Regions from separate parts of the Anser cygnoides genome. Here region 2 is linked to region 1. The links are chromatin contacts, called in public Hi-C maps. All regions are on one chromosome and are shown on one strand. Each heading gives the region's core, a stretch centred on a gene start, on an enhancer-like site or on the middle of the called end of the contact. The rest is flanking DNA. Distances are from core to core; before and after follow the strand shown.

Region 1 (4,072 bases), core at 680-3,179:
TCACAAACTCGCCTTAATCACCTGCCTGCTCTCTCCAGAACGATAACGGGACCCCAGCAGCACACAGAACGCACCCGAATGGCACGCAAAGCACAAACCACGCAGCTGAATCGCAACTGGGATCACGCCGAGGAGGCCGACCCCTCGCAGCAGGGTTCGGTTATCAAACAGCCTCCCTGTGCTGCTCTCAGCCTGGGCTCCCCCAGCCGCCGTGCCTCTGGGGGAACACGAAACGCCCGTCCCGCCCCAGGAAAGCTCCCACCCTAAGGATCCCAACTGAAAAGCCGATACGTTTCCTTCTTTAAATTGGTTATTTATCCCTCTGGATACACTCCGAGGAATCTAGTTTCAGCTCTATCAATAAAAACAGTTTTTTTTTCCCCGGCCCGGCTGGAACGCGGCGAGGGCTCGGCTACCTTCTTGAGGAACGTGGCCACGGTCTCGCGCTTGGTGGCCGTGATGCGCTTCACCCCTTCTGGCGACTGCACGCGGATGATCTGCGGGGAGAAGAGGACAGCCCCCGTTAGCTGCGGGGACACGGAGCCCGCCCCGTGCTCGCGGCTCGCTCCAGCGCGATGAATTCCCCCCGCCCGGGCTTCTAACGCCGCGCCCCATCAGAGCGCAACCGCGCAGGGAAGTCATTCCGCCCGGGTGGCGCTGCACGGCCGGGGGCTGCACGCCGAAGGATTAATTACCCTCATGGACGAGGTCCAGCGAGAAGCTGGCAGTGGAAAAAAAAATGCTAACGCTGCTTTTTTTTTGGTCAGAGCTCTGCCCTCGGACGCCGAACTGAACTTTCAGAAGAAAGGTGAATCAGAGCTTCTCCGGGAGGGACTCACCCAGTGCCACACTCACCGGCCGGACCGGTGCTGACGGGCGCCCGCGAGGTCGTTACGCCTCAGCCCTCGTTAGTGGCGTGCAAATTGCACGGCTAACGAAGGGACGCAGAGAGTTAACATCTCATATTGCCTTCTAACGAAGAGACACAAAGCCAGGAAACATTCTGCGTTGCTTTTGGTGAAGCGTTAAGCCGGAAGTGGGGAAAAACGGCAACTTTGGGGGGTAAAAAATGGAAATATAAACAAAAATTGGGCATGGGAGCGGTAAAAAGGGGGAAGCAGCGAACGTAAACACTGCTGTCCTCACGCTCCCTGCTGAAGTTTAAAGTCCGAGGTGGGGAGAAAATGGCAACTTTGGAGGGGAGAAATATAAAAATATAAATAAAAACTGGGCACGGGAGGTGGTAAAAAGGGCCGGGGAAGCAGCGAAAGTAAACACCGGTGTCCTCACGCTCCCTACTGCAGTCTTAAGTCAGAAGTGGGGGGAAAATGGCAACTTTGGAGGGGAGAAATATAAAAATATAAATAAAAACCGGGCACGGGAGGTGGTAAAAAGGGCCGGGGAAGCGGCGAACGTAAACACTGTCTCCCAGGGACCGGGTGAGGGCCCGAGGGAGCAGCGAGGCGTGCCGGCGTCCTGCCAGAAGCCCCCCCGGGGGTGCTGACAGGAGGCAGAGGAAGGCCTGAGGTGCCGGGGGGGGGTAAAAAACCAACACCCAACACTTTGGCGGGGGGGGGGAAGCAGGGGGAAGGCGTCCAAAGCACCGCTCCGCGGTGCTTTGGACGCCTTCCCCCTGCTTCCCCCTCCCCCCCAGCTAGACCGTGTGCTGCCCCCCCCCAACACCCCCCCGGGCCTTCCCCGCCGCCCCCCCCCGGATTCTGCTGCCTCATCGCCCCTCCCCCGCCGCCGCCGCCGGGCCCCACTCACGATCGTCTCCGCCATCTCGCCGCCCTTCCGAGCCCCCTCGGCGCTGCCCGGTGCTGCCCAAACGCGTCCCCCCCCACCCCCACCTCGTTGAGGCCCAGCTCGGTTCCGTTCCCCCCCCCCCCCCTCCTCCCCCTCCGCTGCCGCCGCCGCCACCCCCAGGGCCCGGTCCCGGCCCCGCCGCCGCTGCCCGAGCGCTTCAGGCCGCCGGGTGGGCCCCGGAACCCGGCCCTCGCGTTCCGGTGCACAAAGGTTCCTAGGCGGGGCGGTCCGCCGCGGCACCGTTCCCCCACGGATGTGCGGTGCAACGGCGTAACCCGCCCCGCTCAACCGCAGCGCTTGTTTTTTTGTTCCGGATACAAACAGTCCCCCCTTCCTCCTCTTCCTCCTCTTCCTCCTCCTCCTCATCTTCCTACTCCTCTTCCCTCTTCCTCCCCCCACACGTGGGGGGAGCCCCCACGGGGCTCAGAAAACCATGGGGTGGGCTCAGCTGGGGCGTGGGTCCTTGTCCCCTCCTCACCCCCACTGCCCCTCTAATGGTGGCTCCGGATCCATCCTGCCAAGCCTTCATCACCCGTCAGTGTGGGGGCTGCATGGGGGGGTCTTGAGTGGGCCCAGCTGTGGTGCTGGGAGCCGCGGCCCTATTTAAGGCCCGGCCGCAGCCTCTCACATGATAGGAGCGTGACTGCAGCAGCCCCGGGGAGCAGGATGGCGCCGCTCAGGGAACGGCTGTCCTGGCTCCTCAGACCCCGGAGGGCGGTGGGCAGCGGGGAGAGCAGCCGGCTGCTGCCCCAGGTAACCTGCGGGACCCCCCTGCTGACCCCTGTAGGGTCCTTGGGGTGGCTCTGTGTCCTGGCCCTGGGGGGGCTGGGTGCTTCCTGGGCACCTCTGGGTCCCCAGGGTGCCTACATCCCTGGGGGTCCCCATAGGGATGAGCTGGGGGTCCCTATAAGAGGTAGGGTCTCTGGCAGAGCTCCCCACCATGGCTCCCCATCTGCACAGACCCGGGGGGGTGGACGCAGGGTGCCCCATGCCCAGCTCACCCACATCACATCGGAGCATGGGGTGGCTCTGGGAGCCCCCAGCTGCCTTGTGCTGGTGTACACGGGGGGTGTGAGGGCTGGGGGCCATTATGGGGGTGTTTCTGGGGGTCCGCAGGCCCTGCAGCTGCCACGGGGGCTGTGGCTTGTCTGTCCCACGCAGGCATCCAGGCTGGCGGAGCTGCCCTACCCCTCTGATGATGACAATGATGAAGGCTTGCTGGTGGAGGACACGCACCTTCCTGCGGCCGAGCAGCACCCCGAGGAGTGGTGCCCCGTGCCCCCCAAGCCGGGCGCCTTCAGCCACTGCGTGCGGTACCTGGCCTTCCTCTGGAACCTCCTCTTCCTCCTGCTGGGCCTGCTGGCCCTAGGAGTCGGGGTGTGGGGGCTGCTGGCCAAGGGCTCGCTGCAGCACGAGCGCCTGGCCCTGCTGGGCTCCGACCCCATGCTGCTCTTCGTGCTGGCGGGGCTGGGGGCCAGCGCCGTGTCCCTGGCCGGCTGCCTGGGGGCCCTCCGCTCCAGCGCCTGCCTCCTGCGCTTCTTTGTGGGGGCCGTGCTGGCCTTCGTGGGGCTGGAGGTGCTGGGGGGGCTGCTGCTGTTCGCGGCGCGGCGCCGGCTGCGCGACGCCCTGCGTGCCGCCCTGCTGCTCTGCCTGCTGCACTACCAGCAGGAGCCCGACCTAAGGCTCCTGGTGGACGAGGTACAGCGTGCCCTGAGCTGCTGCGGGCTCGGCTCCTATCGAGACTGGGAGAGCAACCCGTGAGTTGGGGCTTGGGGGGGCACGGGGGGGCCTCCCCGCTGCAGGAGGGCGGTGGGGACTCGGTGATTTCTCCTGGTTCCTCCCGCAGGTACTTCAACTGCAGCGCCCCGGGGGTGCAAGCCTGCAGCGTGCCTGCCTCCTGCTGCCTGGACCCGCTGCAGAACGGCTCCGTCACCAATGACCAGTGTGCCCTGGGGGTCCTGCGCCTCGGGGACATGGAGGCTGCCGGCGTAGTGCACCTGGGGGGCTGCGTGGTGCAGCTCGGAGCCTGGCTCCGCGGCCAGGCCGGCAGCATCGCGACCGGCGCAGCCGTGCTGGTGCTGCTGGAGGCTGCTGGGCTGCTCATGGCGCTGAAGGTGCTCGCGGACATCGTGCCCGGCGGGGTGTGGGGCTGAGGGGGGGCTGGCTGCCACCCCGGGGGGGGGGACACTGCGGGGTTGGGGGTGATGCTGAGCATGGATGGGGCGCCCTGTGCTCTCCATCTGCCCTCCTTTGTTGCAGACCAGGC
Region 2 (4,072 bases), core at 664-3,163, 220 kb before region 1:
GATGTCCCACCCGTGGCGATGTCCCACCCATGGCGATGTCCCACCTCCCCTTCTGTCCCCCAGCCCTAGCAGCAAAGGGTTAACCGGCCACGCCAGAGAACGAGAAAAGCCTGCACACACGTCGTAAATTCTTCCCTGTCCCCTGGTGTGGGAAACCTCTGAGAGGCCAAACTGGGAGCCAGGCATGCCCGGGCTGAGCGGCGCCCCTGGGTGCCCCCCGGCTCCTCGCCTGCGGGAGGTGGAGGGGAGGCAGCAGGGGGGGGGCAGGAGCGGAGCTTCGGGGCCGAGATATTGACTGGCTGGGGCTGCTCCTGCGGCTGCTGCTCGGAATTGATGGAGGAGATGACCGAGAAAGGCACGCGAGGCTGCTTAACTACTTCACTGCTCCCCGTGGCCGAGGGGCAGGAGGGGCAGGAGGGAAATGCTTGCTCCGAGGGCCAGGAGAGGCTGCCCGTGGTGGTTTGCACCCTGGCACCTTCAGCCCCTGGGTGCTCCTTGCTGGTGTGGCTGCAGGCATGCAGGGACAGGGACAGGGACAGGGACAGGGACAGGGACAGGGACAGGGACAGGGACAAGCCCCTTGATGCTCTGGTTCAAGCACGGACAGCACCGCAGGGAGCAGCAGGGGACGGCTGCATGGTGGGGACGGCCGTGAGGATGAGGACGGTGCGGTACTGGCCCGGAGGCACAACCACGCTGCTCGCATCCCTCGGGACCCCCACAAAATGCACTGCCATCAATCCGAGGGATGGGAGTGGGGCAGCTCCACAGCTGGGAGGACTGAGGGGATGCTGGAGCACCCCAGTGCTGGTGGGGCGAGGAGGGGAGAGCCCGGGGGGCAGCAGGCAGGGGCTGCCTCCCCTGCCCGGGCCAAGCCCTGCTCCAGGTTGTGCACGGACACTGTGGGCCCCGTGCCCATGACTGCCCGTGGCACTCTCCTGTCCTTTCTGGATGGCATCTGACGTCTGTCCCCACCTAACAGCAACACCGTGCAGCCACCGGCTGCTCCTCACCCGCCTGGCACCGCGCGGGCAGGAGGACGGGGTCAGCATGGGGGGCAGCGAGGGTGTGTGGCACAGCGGGGACTGCAGGGCACGGCGTGGAGTATTGCAGGGGCACACGATATGGGATGGAGCATCAGGGGCTGTAGGATGCGGAAGAGTAGGGGCTATAGGACAGGTTATGGGGTGCAGTGGGGGGTACGGATGGGGAATGGGAATAGGGAATGGGGTGGGAAAGGGGTGAGGGATGGGAATTGGGTATGGGATGGGAGTGGGTTATGGGATGGGAACAGGGAATGGGATGGGAATAGGGTGCAGGATGGGAATGGGGTATGGGACGGGAATGGGGTGCGGGATGGGAACGGGGAATGGGATGAAAATAGGGAATGGGGTACGGGATGGAAATAGGGAACGGGATGGGAATGGGGTACAGGATGGGAATGGGGAATGGGGTACGGGATAATAGGGAATGGGATGGGAATGGGGAATGGGGAATGGGATGGAAATAGGGAATGGGGTAAGGGATGGGAATGGGGTACAGGATGGGATGGGGAATACGGGAATAGGGAATGGGAATGGGGAATGGGGAATAGGATGGAAATAGGGAATGGGGTAGGGGATGGGAACGGGGTACAGGACGAGAATAGGGCATGGAATGGGAACGGGGTGTAGGATAGGAGTGCAGCGGGGCACCATGGCACACGCAGGGGGCAGGCATCAGACGGGGCACAGCACGGTGCTGCCCCCCGCCCCGGCCGCCCCCCGCCCCCCGCTCAGCACCCCGCACCCCGCACCCCGCACCCCGCACCCCGCACCCTGCCCGGCTCAGCCCGGCTCAGCTCCTCCCTGCGGGCGGGCCGGGGCGGGCCGGGGCGGGCGGCGGCGGCCGGGAGCTGATAAAAGCGGCGGCCCCGCTCCGCTGCCTTGCTCTCCGCTCCGCTCCGCACCGCCCGGCCCCGCTCCGCACCGCCCGGCCCCGCACCGCACCGCCCCGCACCGCCCGCCCATGGTGCTGCCCGGCCCGCCCGGCATGTCCCGCTCCGAGGAGGTGCACCGCCTCACCGAGAATGTCTACAAGGTGAGCCCGGCAACAGGTTTTTTCCCCACCCCCCCCTCTTTTTCTTTTTCCCTTTCCCGTTTTCCTCCCCTCCTCCGCCGGGCGCGGGGGCAGAGCGGGGGCTGCTGCGGGGGCGGCTGGAGGAGGAGGAGAGGAGGAGGAGGAGGAGGAGGAGGAGGAGGAGGAGGATGTGCCGCCGCCGCCGGGGGGGCCGAGCCGCCCCCGCTCCCCCCCGCAGCCTGCACGGAGCGCTCCGAGCTCCGCCGGGGGGGGCGCCGCTGCCCGAGCCGCCCCCGGTCCCCCGCACCCCGGGGTGCGTCGAGGTGGGAGCGGGGCCGGGGGGGGGGGCGAGGGGCGGCCCGGGGGGGCAGGGAGCGGCCCCCGGCCCGGGGGGGACCCGTCCTAACCCCCCTGTCCTGGGTCACCCCGGGCCGGCACGGGCGAGCCCCGCCGGGGCGGTCCCTGGCTTTCCTCGAGCACCCAAAGCAGTCGGTGTCCTGGAGCTGCTGAATCTCCCCATCGCCCGATTTGCCCCTTTTTCCCTCCCCCCCCGTCAGTGGCATGAGAAAAATGAAATGTTTCGCGTGCCTTGCTCTCCCCTCGCGAAGGGAAAGCTTTCTGCTCTGCTGGGTGCTGTGGCCGAGCCCGGGTGAACCTTTCTGTCCTGGCGTGCGTGTGGGATGTCAGTCATTAAACCGGGAGGTTTGCGAGGTTTTCTGCATCGTGAGGGGTCAGATCGAGTTCCTTGTGAGCGTTAAGTGGAAAAAAAAACACTGACTGGAAAATTTAGCGTGAAAACCATCGAGGTAGTAAAGTTCTGAAGTCTCCTGCTGGCACCTCGGGCACAGCAGCTGTTCAAGCAGTGCTCGTGGCACCCGAACCTGGTGTGCAGCAGGGCTGCGGCTGGAGCTTTCTGCCCGGGCATCGAGCAGCACATGGGGTTTGGGTGTCTGTGGGACTCCATTGCACCCTTTAAATGCCGCTGGTCCCCCAGTCCCTGTGCTGTTGTCACACACGGGCAGAGCCCGTCACCCCGGGGGGCTGATTTAATGGCCCCGTGCACCCAAAAGCTGCCCCCTCCTGCGCTCTTATCAGCTGGGCTGGGCGGGAGCCGCTGGAGCAGGGCGAGCACCGCGCTGTGCTTTGCACACCCATGGTGTGCTCGGGCTCCAGGGGCAGCTGCTCGGAAGGGTTTCAGCTGGTGACTCAGGTGTTGTTTGAGGGGTGTTGTCCTTGGTGATCTGCGGCGATGGCAGCTTTGTGCGGCAGGTAACCATTTCTCCAGGAGTCTGTGCGCAGTGAGCGCGCAGGGTGGCTCTCGGGCGGCTTCGAACCCACCTTGGTGTTCGCCTTGGCTGGAGGGGAGTGCTGAGAAGTTCTGCCCCAAAAACAGCTGCACTTAGTGGCGCTGGTCCCCTGAGAACCCAAGGGTGGACATTGGTCGTGCTCTTTGCTTGCCTCCCACCCTCGGCTCCATCGCTCCTGCGCTGTGCGAGCCGCGGGGCTGGGAACTTGGTGAGGAGCTCGCAGCGAGCAGCTGTGCCTGTCTGAGCCTGACCTGCTGAAGGTGGTGTGGGGATGCCCTGGCTCGCTGGGCCCTGAGAGCAGGCAAAGGAACTGTGAAGGTGACAGGCTGCAGTCAGGTCGCACCTGAATCTGTTTGAGGGAGCAGCCGGGGTGCGGAGGGTGAGAGCTTGGAGCTGGAGGCAAGTCTTGTGGCTTTACCCAACAACATCCGAGCTTCTCAGCCCTGGCGACTGAAGGAAGACAGCGATGACTCTATTTGCATTTTCCTCAGTCAATGGAGGTGCCTTTTCTCTGAAGACGACGGTGCTTTTCTTGGCTTCTGGAGGAGTTGCATGGGGTACGTGCAGGAAGCAGGCGTTTGCCTCTTCCCTTGGAGGACTCGCGCAGCCTCGTGGGGCGCAGCGCCAGGGCTGGTGGCTTGGGGCGCCGCTGGCTGCGAGCTCCTGGAGCTCTGGAAGCTTGGGAGTCTCCCAGTCCAAAACCAGTC

Evidence for each region. Hi-C and Micro-C count contacts between places; a contact is called where the count stands out from the background.
Region 2: a contact with region 1 is called in a Hi-C map of liver, with 1.6 times the contacts expected there. The contact joins the promoter of BAIAP2 here to the promoter of NPLOC4 in region 1. A contact is called at or near these places in 2 of 7 Hi-C or Micro-C datasets (both in liver).

The regions. Positions count from the first base shown.
Region 1 is chr19:11,826,395-11,830,466 of Taihu_goose_T2T_genome, reverse strand. NPLOC4 (NPL4 homolog, ubiquitin recognition factor) reads right to left here and starts at 1,929. Exons shown (of 17, transcript XM_066979996.1): 1 at 1,768-1,929; 2 at 417-497. It overlaps TSPAN10 (tetraspanin 10), which reads left to right and starts at 2,312. Exons shown (of 3, transcript XM_048064537.2): 1 at 2,312-2,559; 2 at 2,968-3,563; 3 at 3,653-4,072. The coding sequence starts at 2,473. The coding sequence ends at 3,959.
Region 2 is chr19:12,047,058-12,051,129 of Taihu_goose_T2T_genome, reverse strand. It overlaps BAIAP2 (BAR/IMD domain containing adaptor protein 2), which reads left to right and starts at 1,913. Exons shown (of 16, transcript XM_066979967.1): 1 at 1,913-2,079. The coding sequence starts at 2,008.